Regions from separate parts of the Oryctolagus cuniculus genome. Here region 1 is linked to region 2. The links are chromatin contacts, called in public Hi-C maps. All regions are on one chromosome and are shown on one strand. Each heading gives the region's core, a stretch centred on a gene start, on an enhancer-like site or on the middle of the called end of the contact. The rest is flanking DNA. Distances are from core to core; before and after follow the strand shown.

The links. A called contact is a pair of places that touch in the nucleus more often than the background predicts.
Region 1: a contact with region 2 is called in a Hi-C map of psoas muscle, with 5 times the contacts expected there. The contact joins the enhancer-like site here to the promoter of TEX2 in region 2. A contact is called at or near these places in 3 of 6 Hi-C or Micro-C datasets (ear pinna, psoas muscle and skin fibroblasts).

Annotation. Positions count from the first base shown.
Region 1 is chr17:14,531,254-14,534,724 of mOryCun1.1, forward strand. TEX2 (testis expressed 2) reads left to right here. Exons shown (of 12, transcript XM_070060475.1): 9 at 2,764-2,883. Among named protein-coding and RNA genes, the nearest start is that of ERN1, 22 kb to the right of the region's middle. Within about 2 kb of position 1,613, at least 1 of the 8 cell types and tissues checked has an H3K27ac peak or open chromatin away from gene starts, as enhancers often do.
Region 2 is chr17:14,415,384-14,418,575 of mOryCun1.1, forward strand. It overlaps TEX2 (testis expressed 2), which reads left to right and starts at 1,669. Exons shown (of 12, transcript XM_070060475.1): 1 at 1,669-1,807.

The sequences.
Region 1 (3,471 bases), core at 363-2,862, 120 kb after region 2:
GGACTCAGAACTGAACTCAGGTAGTGAGCTGAGCCGTCTGACCTTGAACTGAAGTGAAAAGAGCAAAGCCAGGCTGTCAGGGAGTCGGCTGAGCAGAGCGTGCCGTTCACGCCTGCACTGCAGCCTGGCCTCTGGCCCCCACACGGAGTCGCTGTTCCACAGCACGGCACTGGCCAGACCCCCAAACCCCCGCCGCCACCGCCCCTCCCTACCCTGGGCCCTGAAGTGCTAGGAGCTGTGTGCTTGTGGTTTACCCCGTGACTTGGTCTAGGTCATGGATATATGCACCTGTGTGTCTGCGGCAGACACATGGAACCAGTCTCATGGGTGTGGCCCCCTCAAAGCGGACCCCTCACAGGGCTGCTTGATGCAGTCACCCATTCTTCACGTCCAGCGTTTCGGGGCTGCTCCAGAATTGCCCCTGGAGCCCGAGGTGCTTTTAACCATCCTGAGTGACAGCAAACCGTCCTGCTTTGTAGATGGTTTGGATCTTAGGGAAATTGCTGGAAAGCATCCAAGTCGATGATGATTATGCAACCAAGAACTAAAATGTTGTGCCCAAGCAGAATATCAGTGATAAAACAACGCAGTGTTTCTCACGTATCTGATTCTAAACACATTTCCCAAAAGCTTTTCCGCAGAGGCAGCATAGCTGAAACCTTTTGAGGTGGCTCATTTGAAAGGCCAGCACACTCCTGTGGGATCCTGAGGTTCCACTCATCACCTCCTAGCACATCTTCTCCCTGTTTTTCTGAAGTCCTTGCTGACATCATAAGGTTGAGATCATAAAATGCAGTTGTTATCAAGCTGAGTATCTGCCACGTGTTTAGCTACGTGTTTCGTTAGTAAGTATTGGATACCGTATTACACAGCTACAGTGCAGAGAGCAGAGATACCATTTGGTCAGAATCAGAATTTCACATGATTTGCTCTGCCTTTACTGATACAGCATGGTCTGAATTATTCACTGCAAGCTACAGAATCTATCCTCACTCTTCCTACAGAGAATTTGTTTGAGAACCTGACAGCTCACTGCAGTGCACAGCCTTTGGCATCCCCAGCCTAGATCTGAGCTGCCAGAGGCCACGGACCTGTGGGGACACTCGGGGCAGTGGCTTGCCAGGATCCTAAGTCTTTCAGGCAGTCTGCGGGCTGTGTGGATGAGGGCACAAGGCACCTGTGCTGTCAGGGCAGCTTCCACACCTGGCTGTGTGAGAGCGGGAGCACAGGCAATTCAGTGATGGAGAAGTGAGAAGCGTTTCTCACATGCCTGTGTCATCCTTGGTGGTTCTCAGCTCTGATGGTCTTCATCCCAAGACCCAGTTGGAGCTTTCCAGAGAATCACGCTTTGCAATGCATACTTTAAAATACAGGAGCTCTGTGAGGGCTGTCCATCCACAGAGCACTCAGAAATGGCCCTAGGACCAGTAAAGGCACAAAAGCAGCTCCTGGACTAGCCAGGCCTCCGAGGCAAGAAGGAAGAGGGTCTGGGGCCAGGGACTGCAGAGGGAGTTTCCCTTTAGCTGTTGGCTGTGGCTCTAACGGTGCAAGAGCCGAAGTCAGGGAGGATCCATGTGTACTGCCAGCACGCCACTGGGCAGATCCTCTTACAGCCGGGCTCGTGTTGCAGCCCTGCCCTCCCAGCTTGCGACGGGGGCCGCTGTCCGGCCTGCATGCCCACGCTGCTCGTCCTCTCTGCCCTTGGGTGTCCTAGGCCCCACTGGTCAGAAGTTGACTGCCCCCGTGGGCTTCTGGTGGCCCGGGGCATCAGCAGAAACCAAAAGAGGGCAGCTGCAGAGGAAGAGGGCCTGGGCCCTGCTGCCTTCTGCCCAGCCAATTTTGTCCTTGTCCGAGATACGAGAGCCAGTCTCTGCTAAGTGACATTTGGTTGCTCGATGTGTCCAGAAGCTATTCTGTGCCTTGTTCACTCTGCCCCAGTTAAGGCCCCCAGCCTCAGAGACTGGGCCTTGAACATTCTCTCGGATACAATGCCACAGTCCAGGAAGGGAGCCACCTTTGGTGGTGCCAAGGTTTGGCCAGGAAGCCCCCGGAGCCCCTCAGAGAGGAACCTCGACCACTCACCCTCCAGACAGCCCCGATGCCCTGTGCCCTCAGAAACAGCCTCCTCCGTGGGGGGAGGAGGAGCGACATTGCTCTGCGCTGAGGCCTCAGTCCCCTTCGTGAAAGCACGGGCTTCACAACTGGGGCCTTCTCTAAGCAGCTTCCTGGGTTCTTGTATCAGCTGCCTCCTGGAATCCCTGAGACTTTGCCTGTGGCTGCTGGTGCTCTCAGTGGTCCTCAGGAGACAAAGGGCAGGGGCGGGGTAAGACGCCTCCTTCATTAGGAAGGAGTTGAGTCAAAACCAAGTCGGGGCGGAACTGAGCCAGAAAGCCTCCCAGTCATTGAACTCAGCCGAGGTCCAGGGACTCGCCTGAACATCTCCCTCATCAGCGAGACGTGGTCACAACCCCCTCATCGCCGTCACCTCACCCCTGCAACCATCGTTCTTCCCATCCGCCTCCCACTCGGTCCCAGCTGTGCTCCTGACGAAATCACTGCGTTCTGTGTGGAGCCCCAGGGGCCGCGCGCCGTCCTGCACTCTCGGATGGAGCCCCTTTGGTGGTGGGGTGGAGCGGATGCCAACGTGTAGCAGCTGTGATGTCTTGGCCCGTTGTGGTTGAGTGTGCGTGTGTGTGCTCTTTGTAAGCAGAGCTCGGGCCACAGGCAGGCTGCAGTGCTGACTGTCCCCCTGTTCAGTTGCAGGCCCAGGGCGTACTGCCTCGCCGACAGTGATGAGGAGTCTTCCAGCGCTGGCTCCTCCGACGAAGACGATGCTCCAGAGCCCAGTGCGGGAGACAAGCAGCTGCCCCCGGGAGCAGAAGGGTGAGCAGCCAGCTGGGAGTGAGCCCTTTTTCCCCTCCCTCATCTGTGACCTTGCTTCTCTCTGCGTGTTGATTGGAGTGGGCGGTTTTCACCTTAATACCTGATGTCAGTGACTGGATTAAAGTCCAGGCCCCAGAGCTTTGTGAAGACCTGTGCCGCTTTCCTTACTTAAGAGGGTCCCAGCCAAGATGCCTTTCTGCCGCCCTTTGAGTACATAGCAGAGGACTTGAAGGGTGTGCTCGTTCGAAGAGCCATGCCCCGGGGTCAGAGGGAGCAGCCTCCAGGCCTCTGGCCCTGGTGCCAGCTGGGTCCCACCTGCTGTGAAAGCTGCTGCTTCCTGCAGAACTGAGCTCTCGCAGGGCTCCTCTGGTGGCCTGCAAAACCGTGAGCGAGTGAACTTCTCTTGTGGACCACAAGCTTCACGGGGGGGCTCTCTGCCTGTTGCTTAGGTCAGTGTTTATTAACCAGCCAGCTCCACGAGGATCTGTTATTTATATGGAGCTGAAAAAGCTCAAATTTGAAAGAAGCCAAAAGCTTTTCTAAGAACATTATCACCTATTCCCTTTCTAAGCCCTACAGAAAATGAGA
Region 2 (3,192 bases), core at 419-2,918:
GTGCCTAGTTAGGCCAGGTTAATGTTGCACGGATTAATGAAACTTCTGTAGCGTTTGGTGAGGGCAGGGAGACAAGTGATGACACTTACAGAGATGCAGCTCCAGGTGTCTGCTTGTCTCCCTTTCCCTCTTTCTTGGAGCTTTGAAAACGTGGCCCAGAAGAGCTTCAGGCTGTCCCCATTCATAAACATGACTTGGCTGCAAGCTTCAAGACACCCACAGCGGGAGCCCTCTCCTGTTGGGACGAGCATTTGTTTCCTGTGGGAGGCAGGCAGTGATGTTTACAACCCAGATTCGACCCTGATGAGGCTGATCAATCTGCATGGGGGGGGGGGGGAGCTTGTCCCTGGCAGAGGGCCCATCAGATATCACAGCGGGGGAGGGGGAGGGTTGTGGCATGGATGCCGCTCCAAGAGCCAAGATCTGTGTAGGTGAGGTTCAGGTGGGAGGAGGCTGACCTCAGGTGTGAGGGCAGTGACTCCCGGGTCACCCAGGTGCCTGGGACACTGGGAGGAGAAGAGGAACAAGGCCAGGAGGGTGAGCAGGGTTGGCAGCATTGGAACGTGGCACCAGCAGGTGGGGTTGTGCCTGGGCCTGGTGATGATGACAGGCAAGGGTGTGTTTTATGTGCTGTCTCACTAGTCAGAGAACAAGACTGGCTTCCTGCAGCTCCAGATCTCAACCTGGCCCTTCCTCCTCCAAATTTCAAGCTTCACCTGGGTCCAGGGTCCCTCTAAAATCAGTCCTCAGCAGGTGCAATCAAGCAAGCGTCCTCAGTTTCTCAAAAGGTGATCTCCAGCCTCCCAACCACTTCGTTTAGAGGATTAAAAGGAGTTTAGTTTGTTTTTGGCAGTTGGATTTGAACTCCCTGAGTATGACAGACCAGAAATACACTTCTGAGAGTGGCCGTTTAGCACCTCCATCAGAACCACCTGGGAGAGTGGTGTTGAGAAATACACATTTCCCCAGGCCATCCAGACACGGTGAAATACAGGATTCACCGCCCCAGAAGGCAAAGGGTGTGCCTGGGTGGTGCTCACGGGTGCTAAGTGCTTGGATGGGCACTGCCACCCAAGGAGGCCCATCCTGCGCCTCGGGTACCGCCTAAAACTGGTCTACGCTGGATGCGTCCCCAGCTCTAAGAACTAGCAACAGGGCCAGTTAGGGACTGGACGGCGCGGGCGGGAGGCTGGGAATTTGTTTTTTGAAGCACATTTCTGCAATCAGCCGGGGCGGGGGGGGGGCGGGGGGGGCGGATAGATCTGTCTGACTACCCTTTAAAACCCAAATCGGAGTGAATTTGCCCAAGCCGGATGTCCTTGGTTCTCAGAGCCTGTTTTCCAATCGGTCTGGGGCACTTGTTGCTTAGCTGTAAGAAGAGGAAATTAAGCGCAAAGAGCTGGGGGCAGTGTCGGTGCCCTCTTGGGAGAGAAGCGATTTTATCCCTCCCGTTCGGGTCTCCCTTCGGTGACCCCCTCGCCGCCCCACTCCCCAGCCTGGTGGGCAGCGGCTCCTTTAACAGCCCTGACGAATCGCCCGCCCATTTCCGCGGCCGGTCCTTGGCGCCCGGTAGGGGCTGGATTGGTCGGGCCTGGCGAGCGTCTAGCTCCGCCCACGCTGCCCTGTGGTTGGCGGCGGCGGCGGCGGGCGCGGGGCGGGTCCGCCGGCGGGGCGGGGCGGCCGGTGCCCGGGGGCGGGCGGGCGGCAGGACGGCGGCCGGAGCCCGAGCCCCAGTCGAAGCCGGAGCCGCGGCGGCCGTGGAGCACGGGCGCCGGCGCAGTACCATGAAGCGGCCAGCGGATCCGGGGTGAGCGTGCCTGCGTCGGGTGGGGCGGTCCAGGGAGAAGCCCAGCGGGCAAGGCCCGGACTCGGGGGCCCGACTCCGCAGGGTCCTCTTCAGAGGACCGGCTGGGTTCCCGCGGCCGTTGGCGCTGCGGGGCGCGGGGGGCCGGCCCCTCACTCGGCTGTCAAGGCTCCGGCCTTGACGGGGACGCCCACCTGCGACGCCCCGGGCGAACCCTTCCTTCCCTCAGGGCCCTGACGAGCGGGTCGGGCATGACCCCGGCCGCAGGTGCCTGCCGGCGCGTCCCGCTGCCCGTCGTCGCGGGGCTCGGTCCCCGCAGCACCCTCCACACGCAAACTAGTGGGAAGACAGACCGCGGTTTTGTGGACGGGGCCCCGGGTGGGTGCCGGCCCCCTGGGGCACCTGCGACGCGCCTGGAAGTTGAGAGCCGCGGCTGCGTGCGCCGCGGTGGTCTTCGCCTGGGTCTTTCCCCCCCGACTCCTGGAAGAAGGCAGGTGGTCCGAAGGCAGGGGGCGGCGGCGAGCCGAAACGCAGGGGATCGGGAGGTGAACAAGTGACATTGGGCTGAGGCCTAACGCCGGGTGCCCTGCGGGGAGCGCCGGGTGCTGGCCCGGGAGCCCAGACCCGAGAGCCGCGGCACCGCGCGCGCACACGGGCGCGGCGAGGGAGTTCCCCTCTTGGAACAGGATTTTTGGACAACTTAGCCCGGCGGTGGGTTGATAGTTACTGACACCACCGGTTGTTATGGTTACCGGGCATCCAATGCAAGGGCAAAGTCTGCTTTCCACCCTTGCCGTTTCTCCGGAGCTAGGAAGTGCTTACTTTGTCACCACTGCGCTCTGTGGACACTGCGTAGGGGACGCCCGCACTATTTTTTATTTTTAAGAGTTGAAGGGAAAGCGTGGGCTCCTTGAGGGCAGGGACGGAGCCTCTGCACACCTCCGCTGCCCTGCCCGGGACTGGAGAGAAAGGAAGTTTTTCTGTGTGTTGACGATGCTCACGAAGGGATTTAGCAGAGCCGGCTGTAAGCTGCAGGTGACTTGCACCCCAGGGGTACGGAGAGTCTGCGGACTGCAGGCTGGTGAGCGTCGGAGTGCAGTGACCCCGCAGGTTTCTGCTGGAAGAGTCGGAGCCCTCGTTCGGTTTTTACCCAACCCATGCACTCACTATTCCCGTGTTCCCCAGAATTGGCCCGAGGTCCACGTGTATGGGAAGTGAGATTTTTGTCGTGGGATTTCTTTCCTGCTCTGAGTCTCTGAGGGGTCAGGGAAGGCTGGGAGAGGGGTGCAGAGGGCTTGGGACTGCCCTTGACTCAGATCAGCGCGTGCTGGTAACCCAGCGGGAGGGAAAAGTAAGTGCAGGGTTGTTTGGGGCTGAGTGTTGGGGGC